Linked DNA regions of Gasterosteus aculeatus: region 1 is linked to region 2. A link is a contact called in public Hi-C data. All regions are on one chromosome and are shown on one strand. The core of a region is the stretch at or near the end of the contact, and the rest is flanking DNA. Distances in the headings are between cores, read along the strand shown. Region 1 holds the start of pde6a (phosphodiesterase 6A, cGMP-specific, rod, alpha). Region 2 holds the start of arhgef37 (Rho guanine nucleotide exchange factor (GEF) 37).

Region 1 (4,659 bases), core at 1,223-3,722, 150 kb after region 2:
CTTTACTGAGCAAGGAACCATTTGTTTGGTTTGTTACCTCGGACACATCGGCGATGTTGACCATCTTCTTGGTGGAGGCCACGTGGCCCACGATGCCCATGTCCAGCGGGTACACGATCTCGCTGTCAGGCGGCACCAGGCAGTCATCAAACTGGGAATCCTTGTTGACGTTAAATAACCTGGGGGAGGGGACATCAGCGCATTACATCGGACCAGAGTTTCCAACTCCAAAAAATAAACTTTTATCATGTTCTATTTTTAGCGCCCCGAGCTGAGCTGTTACTGCAAACCAATTGTGAACATGTGTGCAGTTTGTCATATGATGAGATTTTGCAAATATCCAAAGATCATTCAGTTTGTGAGAAAGTGTCATTAAAACTTTTGCAAAGTAGAAAATGTCTATTATACTATTATTATTATAATTATTATTATTACTATTATATACCATTATAACACGCAGTTCTTTCTATTGAGGTCTTCAATCAACTCTGTCATCATATTGAATAATATTTATGTAATCATTTAAAAAAAATAGAAAATTAAAACATTTGAATAGTAATTTATCGGAATAAATAAAGTGGTTCTTCCTCTGATGAATATAACTCTGTACTCTGTATTTCTAGACTTTTTACATGATTGTTTTTGACATAACATGTCAATCATTTATCGACCTAAATGTTTTATTTCAACCCTTTAATTTCTCTCAACCTTTTGTTCAAAACATTTTTGGGCCTAATATCTTTTTGACGTTGCTTTCCATGATTTTCCAACCAAACATATTGAGACTTACTGTCAAACACATGTACAACACTATGAGTATTATTACACTATTTGAGTTGTTAAAGAATTCCCCGGTCACCTGGTGGCCAGCTCGGCCACCCCGTTCCTCTGCCGGTACATGAAGAGGCTCATGCGGTCGGCCCTCATCATGAAGCTGAGGTGCTTCATGAGGTTGAAGACGGACTTCTCCATCTGAAGGTTGTCCTGGATGTCCCGCATCAGGTCGAAGAGGACCTCGCTCTCCTCCACCGCCGTCAGGTCGTGGAACGCGCTGATGTCCATCGCCGCCTTCCGGTTGCCGTCCAGCAGGTCCGAGACCACCTTGGGCCGGAAGTTGGCGTCGTAGTACTGCTTGGCGAACTGCGGGTTGGCGTCCAGGAACTGCTCCGCTGCCGCTGCGTCCACCATGGCTGCTGGTGAGTGGGAACAGGTAGGAATAAGGGAATGGGGGACCGCCAGAACCCCCGACCTTCATTCAACAAGGGACCAAACTACAGCCCGTCTAATGGTCGCTCCCCTCTCAGCATCGGCCTCAAACCACCCATGTGACACGTGGCTTCTGACACCTGTAAACACCTCACCGACTCGGCCCTCTGCTTTCTGCGCAGTGGGGATTTCGTTGGTCGCATGCTGGTGGATAAGAGCTCTGAGAGCTTGAAACCACAACACGAGCAAAAGATGCTAACGGGCTGCAGGATAATTCTGTCCCTGCAAGTCATCCCTCCAACAAGCAGACGTAGCAGAATTTAAGCCCTTCACAAATGCCGGCCCGCTTACAGGCTTTGGGGAAAATGTGCCATTAATCCTCTTGGTTGTTCACTCAAAATATTCACAAAAATGTATTTGAGTGAAATTCCCAAAAATTGAAAATATGTAGATTTTTCTCCAAGACATTCCAGCCTTCATGACTGAATTGGTTTCATTTGGGGTGTAAATGTGAGGTGACACAGGACACGTTTTTACTTAGAACCTTTCCTCGACCCCCAATGAAAAAAACAACAAGAGAACAACGATTTACAAAAACATGACGCAGCATCATCTCCTTTACTCTAGTAAAAGATGGTCCAGTGTAACCTTTGGGTAAGGAGATATCGAAGGAAGCGTTACATTGAGTTTTTCCTGAGGGGCTCCGAGGACACAGGATGCCGTACGACGTGCAGCTTGTAAAAACGCCTGATTTTGTGCTTTCTCGAAGCGTGTTCCCTCAGCATTTTAGAGGATCCAACCGGCTTTTCCTCCCGGCCGCCACTTAGAAACCTTCCTCAGCCCGACTCGTTCATCCCTCAGGGACGGGCCAGAGGACACAGTGCTTGAGCTGCAACAATTAGGGGCAACCGTCAACAGTTGCACATTCCTCTTCACACTTTCGGGGCAATGATTTAAAAGTTTAGAGCCACCGGGGCCGTGAAGAAGAGGATGTACGTGAATGTTGACCGCGGGCAGGAGGTCGGCAGGCAGCCTCTGACGTGAAGACCCCCGCTGGGTTTGGGTCAGGGGCCGTCCAAAGCACACAACCGTCTAACTATTCTAACAAACGTAAACGTTCTTACCTGTTAAAAGTCCTTGTGTGGCCTCCAGCAAAGTGTGTAATCCCTCTGTCCTGCAAACCAAGTAAAGAAAGGGGATTACTGGGACGGTTTTAAATGGTCATGTGTGGAAGTAAGCCTGCATCCAATTACAACGCTGCGATTACCACGCCGCGTTGTGTTTGATGACACATCCGGGGGTTCGTTTCCCTCTCACTGCAAGACACCGACAGCACCAATGAGAATGAGTTCTCATTGAATATCTCGCATGTGGAACTGAAGCATTCATTTATTGGCCATATATATATATATATATATATATTCATGTGTAGGCGTACCGACCCACAATCATTTAAAAAATGGTTGTGGTTCTAGAAACACGGATACAGTCATACAGTTTGTAAACTGGAGGAGAAGAAAGGTCCATAAAAGGGAGAGTTTTAATGCAAATTATTTTGAATTAAAAGAATCATGCAACACTACGGTTTCTTTGCTACTCTTCTCTATGCAAAAACCCCCAGCTCATCATGAAAGCGACACTCATAAGTTGTTTACACCACAGTGAAGGACCACATAAAGCAGGAAAGACGAGTTTGGACCTTTTGGATGAAATATTGATTTTAATTTTTTATATGTTTGGCTGTGAAAGTTAACATAAACATTTAGATCGTATCCACTTTCGTTGTTAATCAAGTTGCCTAACAGTGTATCTGAAGAACTCATAACCTGATCTTTACTAATCCCTTCTTTTTCTCTTTCTCTCATCTACTCTATAACTGCGCATATTAGCAATATTAATTCAACTTGGCCATCAAAATACACCTTGTCCTTGGAAGGATTGGCGCATTGGTCTTAATTAATGTCGTAATGATGGTAAATTAGTGCTGTAGCTGGTTGTCATCTGCGGTTACAGCAGTTTTGTGAACGCAGAACTCCAGCCAATCCAAAGACAGAATTTCTAACCAATTAGCTGGTGACTGGTTCCGCCCCCTTGCGGTCGAAAAAGGAACAGCAGCGAGCGAGCAGAGCAACACCTTTGTGAGTCTGCGAGGCCTTCAGAGAGCTGCTAACAAGAAGGAGCTCTCACTCCGTCAGGAAACCCCAACACCAAAACGAGGAATTAGCTAATCAGAGAAGACGTGGTGGGAGAACCGCTTCCTATTTATTGCTCTCTGTGTTTCTAAAACACGATGTGCTCATTTTTATTGTTCAACGGTTTAGATTTTGATTCATTAAATCGAGGTTTGCTTCGAAGTGAACCATTTTTTTTTTTTACCGCGCGCGGACGATCTCGTGGGTCTCGGCGCGGGTTCACGTGACGCGGAACGCACTTCCCGCATACGTCATCACGCACGGATTTACGAGTGGCAGCCGGCGATCAGAAGTGAGCGCGACGCCGACGTAACTCGGTGAAGCGGCGACGGAGCAGAGTAAGGTCGGTTAGTGTACACAGTAAACAACATGTTGCTTGGTTAGTTTGTTTGTGTTGTTGCTGCTGTTGTTGTTGTTGTTGTTGTTACGATACCTGTTGCGCGGCGTCATGCATATTTACTTGAGGGGGCTACAGCGTTTCACTCGGCGTCCACGTTGGCAACTTATTTACAATGAGTCCCATTCATCACCGGACTTAATGCTAATTATGGCCGAGCAACTTAAATACAACTTTAAAGTGTCTCCTCACAGCAACGTCACTGGTGAATAACCATCACGCACAACTTCTGTCATGGAAACAACGCTGTAATGCTGTTAATGTTTTAAGCCTGCAGCGACGTTTATGGAGACTTGATGATGTATTAATCATGATGATAATGACACGTTCGTTCTCTGGGGGGATTCCAGTGAGCGCTACACATTATTAAGAGAAGTGTATTTAAGAGACACTTATTCATGAAGTATAAAGGTAAATCCAGTCAGTTTGTCTGACTACATACAGGGTTGTCGGTGTATCATTAACGGTGGCTCTTTCTGTCTGAGTCACTAATAATAAGGGGAAGTGTCACGTTTGTATTATGAGCCAATAGCAGGAAATATGTTTGTCTGTTTTTGTCAGACATTTGCAGTTTGCCCAAAACACTGTGACCAGTTATGGGAGTAATCGCCCTTCACCTCCTCCTCCTCCTCTTCCTCCTCTTCCTCCTCCTCACGGCTTCCGAAATGTCCTTCGTCCAATATTTGAATGCCTAGAGTAGATGCGTTGACACACCTTTGTTGTCCTTTTTTAGAATTTCATAACTCCGGTTAGGACGGCGTCATGGCTCCCGGCAGCGATGACGCGGCCGAGACGGAGCAGCGGCCTCTCGTCCTGGAGAGGGTGGAGAAAGAACCGGCCCGAGGCTGGCGGTCCGCCGCCTCG
Region 2 (4,389 bases), core at 1,508-4,007:
AACAGGACGACGTCGCCACCGGCTGTGGACAAACATGCCACCTCCAATTCCGCCCGGTCCTGCAGTCCGACCACCGTGCCGCTGCCGTCCTCCGGGAGGAAACCCCCGGCCGTGAGCGAGGCCTCGCTGACCACCTGCAGGTTACAAGTTCATTACTCATTGAAAGGCTGCACATGTCCTTCATCACCTGTTTAAAATTGGATCTACAAACACACAGCACTACACGTAACAAGGCAAAGGATACGAGTAAACGCAACTGGTACGACGTTTGAATGGAAGGCAAAAAAACAAACCAAAGAGACAGTACGTCTCCTCCAGCTCACCTGGCCAGTTTGAGGGTCGTACTCTGTGATGGAATATTGGGAAGCGACCAGCAGCGCGCCGGTCTCGGAGCGCACAGATAAACACTGCGGGGAGCCGGGAGCGTGAAGCTCGGAGCTCCGTAGGCTCTTCAGCAGCTTCAAGTTCCGCATTTTACCTCAGGGGCCGGCTGGGAAAAAAAACACACAGAGGGCCTGAGTCGGGACCCAAAAGCAGCAAAACATTCAATATGTTCGCAACTGAAACATTGATGTGAGTTTAATGTTAAAGTTAAATGTATATTATTTATCTGGGTGATCATTGTCGTCATCATCGTTAAAACACCAGAAATCATTTAGTGATTTAAATTACAGCAATGAAATTAAATTAAATGAAACGAATGAAATGCCTCTACGTGATTGATCAATTAATAATTTGAGATTTGGAGAAATTTCTTTATTCTGCTGTTGTAGGGGTAAAAACGTGAATTTATTTTGGTTTACATAAATGAAATGAATTTATAAATTGTAATTCCAATACTGAGGGAGGCACACTGCACATGGCAGACTTGGTAAATAATGAATGTGTGACCTCGGCGTCACACTCGACAGCCGACTCTCCCTGACTCCCCACATTGCTGCGACAACACGATCCTATAGATACACGCTCTACAACATCAGGAGAATACGTCAGCTTCTCACTCAGAAGGCAGCGCAGGTACTGATTCAGGCTCTTGTCATCTCTCGCCTGGACTACTGCAACTCCCTCCTGCAGGTCTCCCTGCCACCGCCATTCGACCTCTGCAGCTCATCCAGAATGCAGCAGCTCGACTGGTCTTCAACCTTCCGAAATTCTCCCACACTACTCCACTCCTCCGCTCTCTTCACTGGCTGCCGGTGGCTCATCCAGTTCTAAACATGGTGCTCACGTACCATGCTGTGAATGGATCGGGTCCAGCTTACATCCAGGACACGGTGAAACCCGACATCCCGACCAGCACTCTCCACTCTGCATCTGATAAACTGCTCGTCCCTCCCTCACTGAGAGCAAAACACTCGACTAGATCACGACTCTTTGCTGTCCATACTAACAAATTGTAGCACTTCAATTGTACTTGTAAAGCCACTTATCTATAGAAAATTGTAAATTTGGTTATTTGAGGAAATTGCACTTTCTGGTTTCTTGTTCTTCTGAGTTTGTATCCCTATGGTTGAATGCACTTATTGTAAGTCGCTTTGGATGAAAGCGTCAGCTAAATGTAATGTAATGTTCTCTCATTTGTTGACAACACATCTACGATCCATTATCGGACACAGCTCCGTCCCTTAACTTCTGTATTAAATCCAAGATATCATCGGAAATAATAATGAACGGCAGAAAGACATCTATCATCATACGTTCCATTGATGCTAAATATAAAGGCTTTTTGTTTGAATCAATGTACGTTAACACGTATAACGTTAGGCTAACATTAAGTTAGCGTTACTTGAGCCTTTACACGTTGGTAACGTCACCTTATAGATCCAATCAATGGACAAATCAGGTCCGAGGGGGGAGATAAACAAAAAACTACTTCGGTTGGTGCATTATCTTTTCTTAAAGCCAAACCGATGGTTTTAGTAGTATAGAGTAGCTAACTAGTGTTCGGCTACAGGGTGTCCGACAATAGAACTGGATGGGCTAGCTTGCACTTAAACTAGCTAGAAGGAGCAACAAGCGATGCAGCTTCAGTAATACAACCAACGACACCCACAGCGGAAGCTCTGAAACACAATTATACATCAGTATGTAAACTTTAAAACTCACCGGAACGAAACCGCTTGAAGTAATACAACCTTTCTAAATGTCCAGCATCTACAACCATCAAGTCAACAACTCAGCATCATGCATGTGGCTCTGTCAGACTCGTGACCTTTCACCTCTGATGAAGATACGTTGGGTGGCATCTGTAGCGCCCCCCGGTGGTATGGAGTAAACGCGCAATTAATGCGGTATTTTTACTTTTAGTTATGGATTTTAGAAACATGTTTTCTACATCTGTTTTGTAAACACATACTAAAATAGTTTTAAACCATATACATTTTCAAGATTTCAATGGTAAAATCCTCCCTAAATTTACCCACCTTTTCTTTTTATTCAACTGTATAGCATCTTTGTATACGTGTATAAGTGTGGGGAACCAAAGTATCCTTAAGATTCATACGATTATTGATTAGCTTGAAAGTAATTATTCTTAATGAAAAAAAATTCACATTTGATTCCTATCTTATGTGAACATTAGCGTGTATATGTAGATACATGTGTACGGATGTACTTTTAATAAAAAAATATTTACGAAACGGAAACTTTCTAAAACGCACACATAAACACGTTATTCATATATTATTTTTCACAGTGTATCATTTTGCCGCCAAACTTTTACTCTGACATAAAACCGGAAGTTTCTGCTTTTCATTTACGACCTTTATTTCCACTGACCGGATGCTGTGTTCGTCTCCTGCTGTCGCTCGCTTCACGGCCTGCTGACAGGACAACAGGTGAGCGCTAACGTTAGTTCGTCTCAGAAACGTTCACAGAGCTCGAGACGTAACGTTACCCGCGGGGTGATGATGGGAGGACGCTGACAGGAGGGTAAAAACGTTTTTTCCTTACATCTCTCCGTCATTCTCTGCTGTCTTCACTCGTCAAACGCAAGGTAGCGGACACACCGCGTCTTTCGCAAAACCAGATATTTTTTTTCCGCCAATATTCTTGTGTAAATGAATCCTGCTCTGTGTGCTAACGTCTCCTAGCTTAAACCCTAATATCACCGGGTCACCCCGGCGGCAAACGCCGCTAACCGTCATCGTGCCGCGTGTCTGGAGTCTCGCGCACGCTGAAATCAAAACAAGCAAAATGCCGCTCGGCCGCTGTCATTTAACACCGTGAAGGCTGGAAATGCTAAAAAGGAGCTGGAGACCTTTTCATTCACGGTTCATTCAATGGTAGCATGAGGCTAATAGCGTCTCTGTAAGTGCTCGTAGTGCACACGTTCATAAACACAATATTCAGTGTGTGTGTGTGTGTGTGTGTGTGTGTGTGTGTGTGTGTGTGTGTGTGTGTGAGAGAGTGTAAACATAACTACAAATCATGTCACTCACATCCATTTTTAATTCTCTAACATCTGTCCGTCCATTCATCTTGGTGACTTGTTAATGACGTGTATCAATAGCTACAAGTAGTACTAATATGATCAATGATGTTTAATCTGAATGGGTTTGTCTGATGTCTGTCTGGTTACCGTGGTTTCCTTTCTCCCTGTTGTTCCTACTTGTGTCCGGAGTGGAACCACTCCAGGAGAAGACACTCTTGGTTTCTCTTCTGTGTATTGTGTGCATGACTTCTTGTCAAATCTGCTTATGCATAGTGAGTTTCCTCGCCATGACAACGCTGCTGCCCACGGATCATTTTCTCTCCCTCTTCTCGACCGCGACGCCACGACAAGCCGCTTAAACCACCACCGTTCACACCTGAAGAAAAGTCCTCAAGCTTTTCGATGCAGGTTTTTGTCTCCGAGGCCACCGGTACGTTCTACCTTAAGCCCCGCTTTCCTGCAGCGCACCTTAAGTCATCGGAGTCAGCTGATGACAGAATCACGCCCTGCGGCATTCCTCCTCGACATTCCTCCCAGATGACAATCAGCCTCCTGCCTCCCTCGTTCCAGACGCACGGAGTCCCACTGCAACGAAGCCCGTCATTGCCTCGGGATTCATGCTGGCATCTTAATCTGATTATTCTCATAGGGACACGCTGAAAGGGCCATTGAGTGTGTGACTGGTTCGTCGTGAACAAATGATCTGTGGAATCACGTAAAAGGCAAAAAACTAGTATACAGTTCATCCCGTTGTCCCTTTGATGGTTTAAAAGGTTTGATTTTGCGAATTTACCCGACTGTTCACGTTCTCCTAAACTTTAAATAGACATGAGAGATCACTGCCTGCCATGTCTCCGCCCTGCTACTGTTGGCATTTACCTCGCACATTTATCAACACCATGTTTCCTGTGAGGAACGAAGGTTCATTGTGAGAGATGACGGATGGATGTATGCGT

Evidence for each region. Hi-C and Micro-C count contacts between places; a contact is called where the count stands out from the background.
Region 1: a Hi-C map of whole body shows a contact between it and region 2, with 4 times the contacts expected there. The contact joins the promoter of pde6a here to the promoter of arhgef37 in region 2. A contact is called at or near these places in 2 of 6 Hi-C or Micro-C datasets (skeletal muscle and whole body).

Annotation. Positions count from the first base shown.
Region 1 is chr4:4,250,855-4,255,513 of fGasAcu3.hap1.1, forward strand. It overlaps pde6a (phosphodiesterase 6A, cGMP-specific, rod, alpha), which reads right to left and starts at 2,473. Exons shown (of 24, transcript XM_040175242.2): 1 at 2,331-2,473; 2 at 860-1,193; 3 at 38-179. The coding sequence starts at 1,188. slc26a2 (solute carrier family 26 member 2) reads left to right here and starts at 3,344. Exons shown (of 5, transcript XM_040175265.2): 1 at 3,344-3,736; 2 at 4,529-4,659. The coding sequence starts at 4,558.
Region 2 is chr4:4,097,247-4,101,635 of fGasAcu3.hap1.1, forward strand. It overlaps arhgef37 (Rho guanine nucleotide exchange factor (GEF) 37), which reads left to right and starts at 2,758. Exons shown (of 16, transcript XM_078101962.1): 1 at 2,758-2,837. elp1 (elongator acetyltransferase complex subunit 1) reads right to left here and starts at 2,451. Exons shown (of 36, transcript XM_040172999.2): 1 at 2,107-2,451; 2 at 324-490; 3 at 1-134. The coding sequence starts at 473.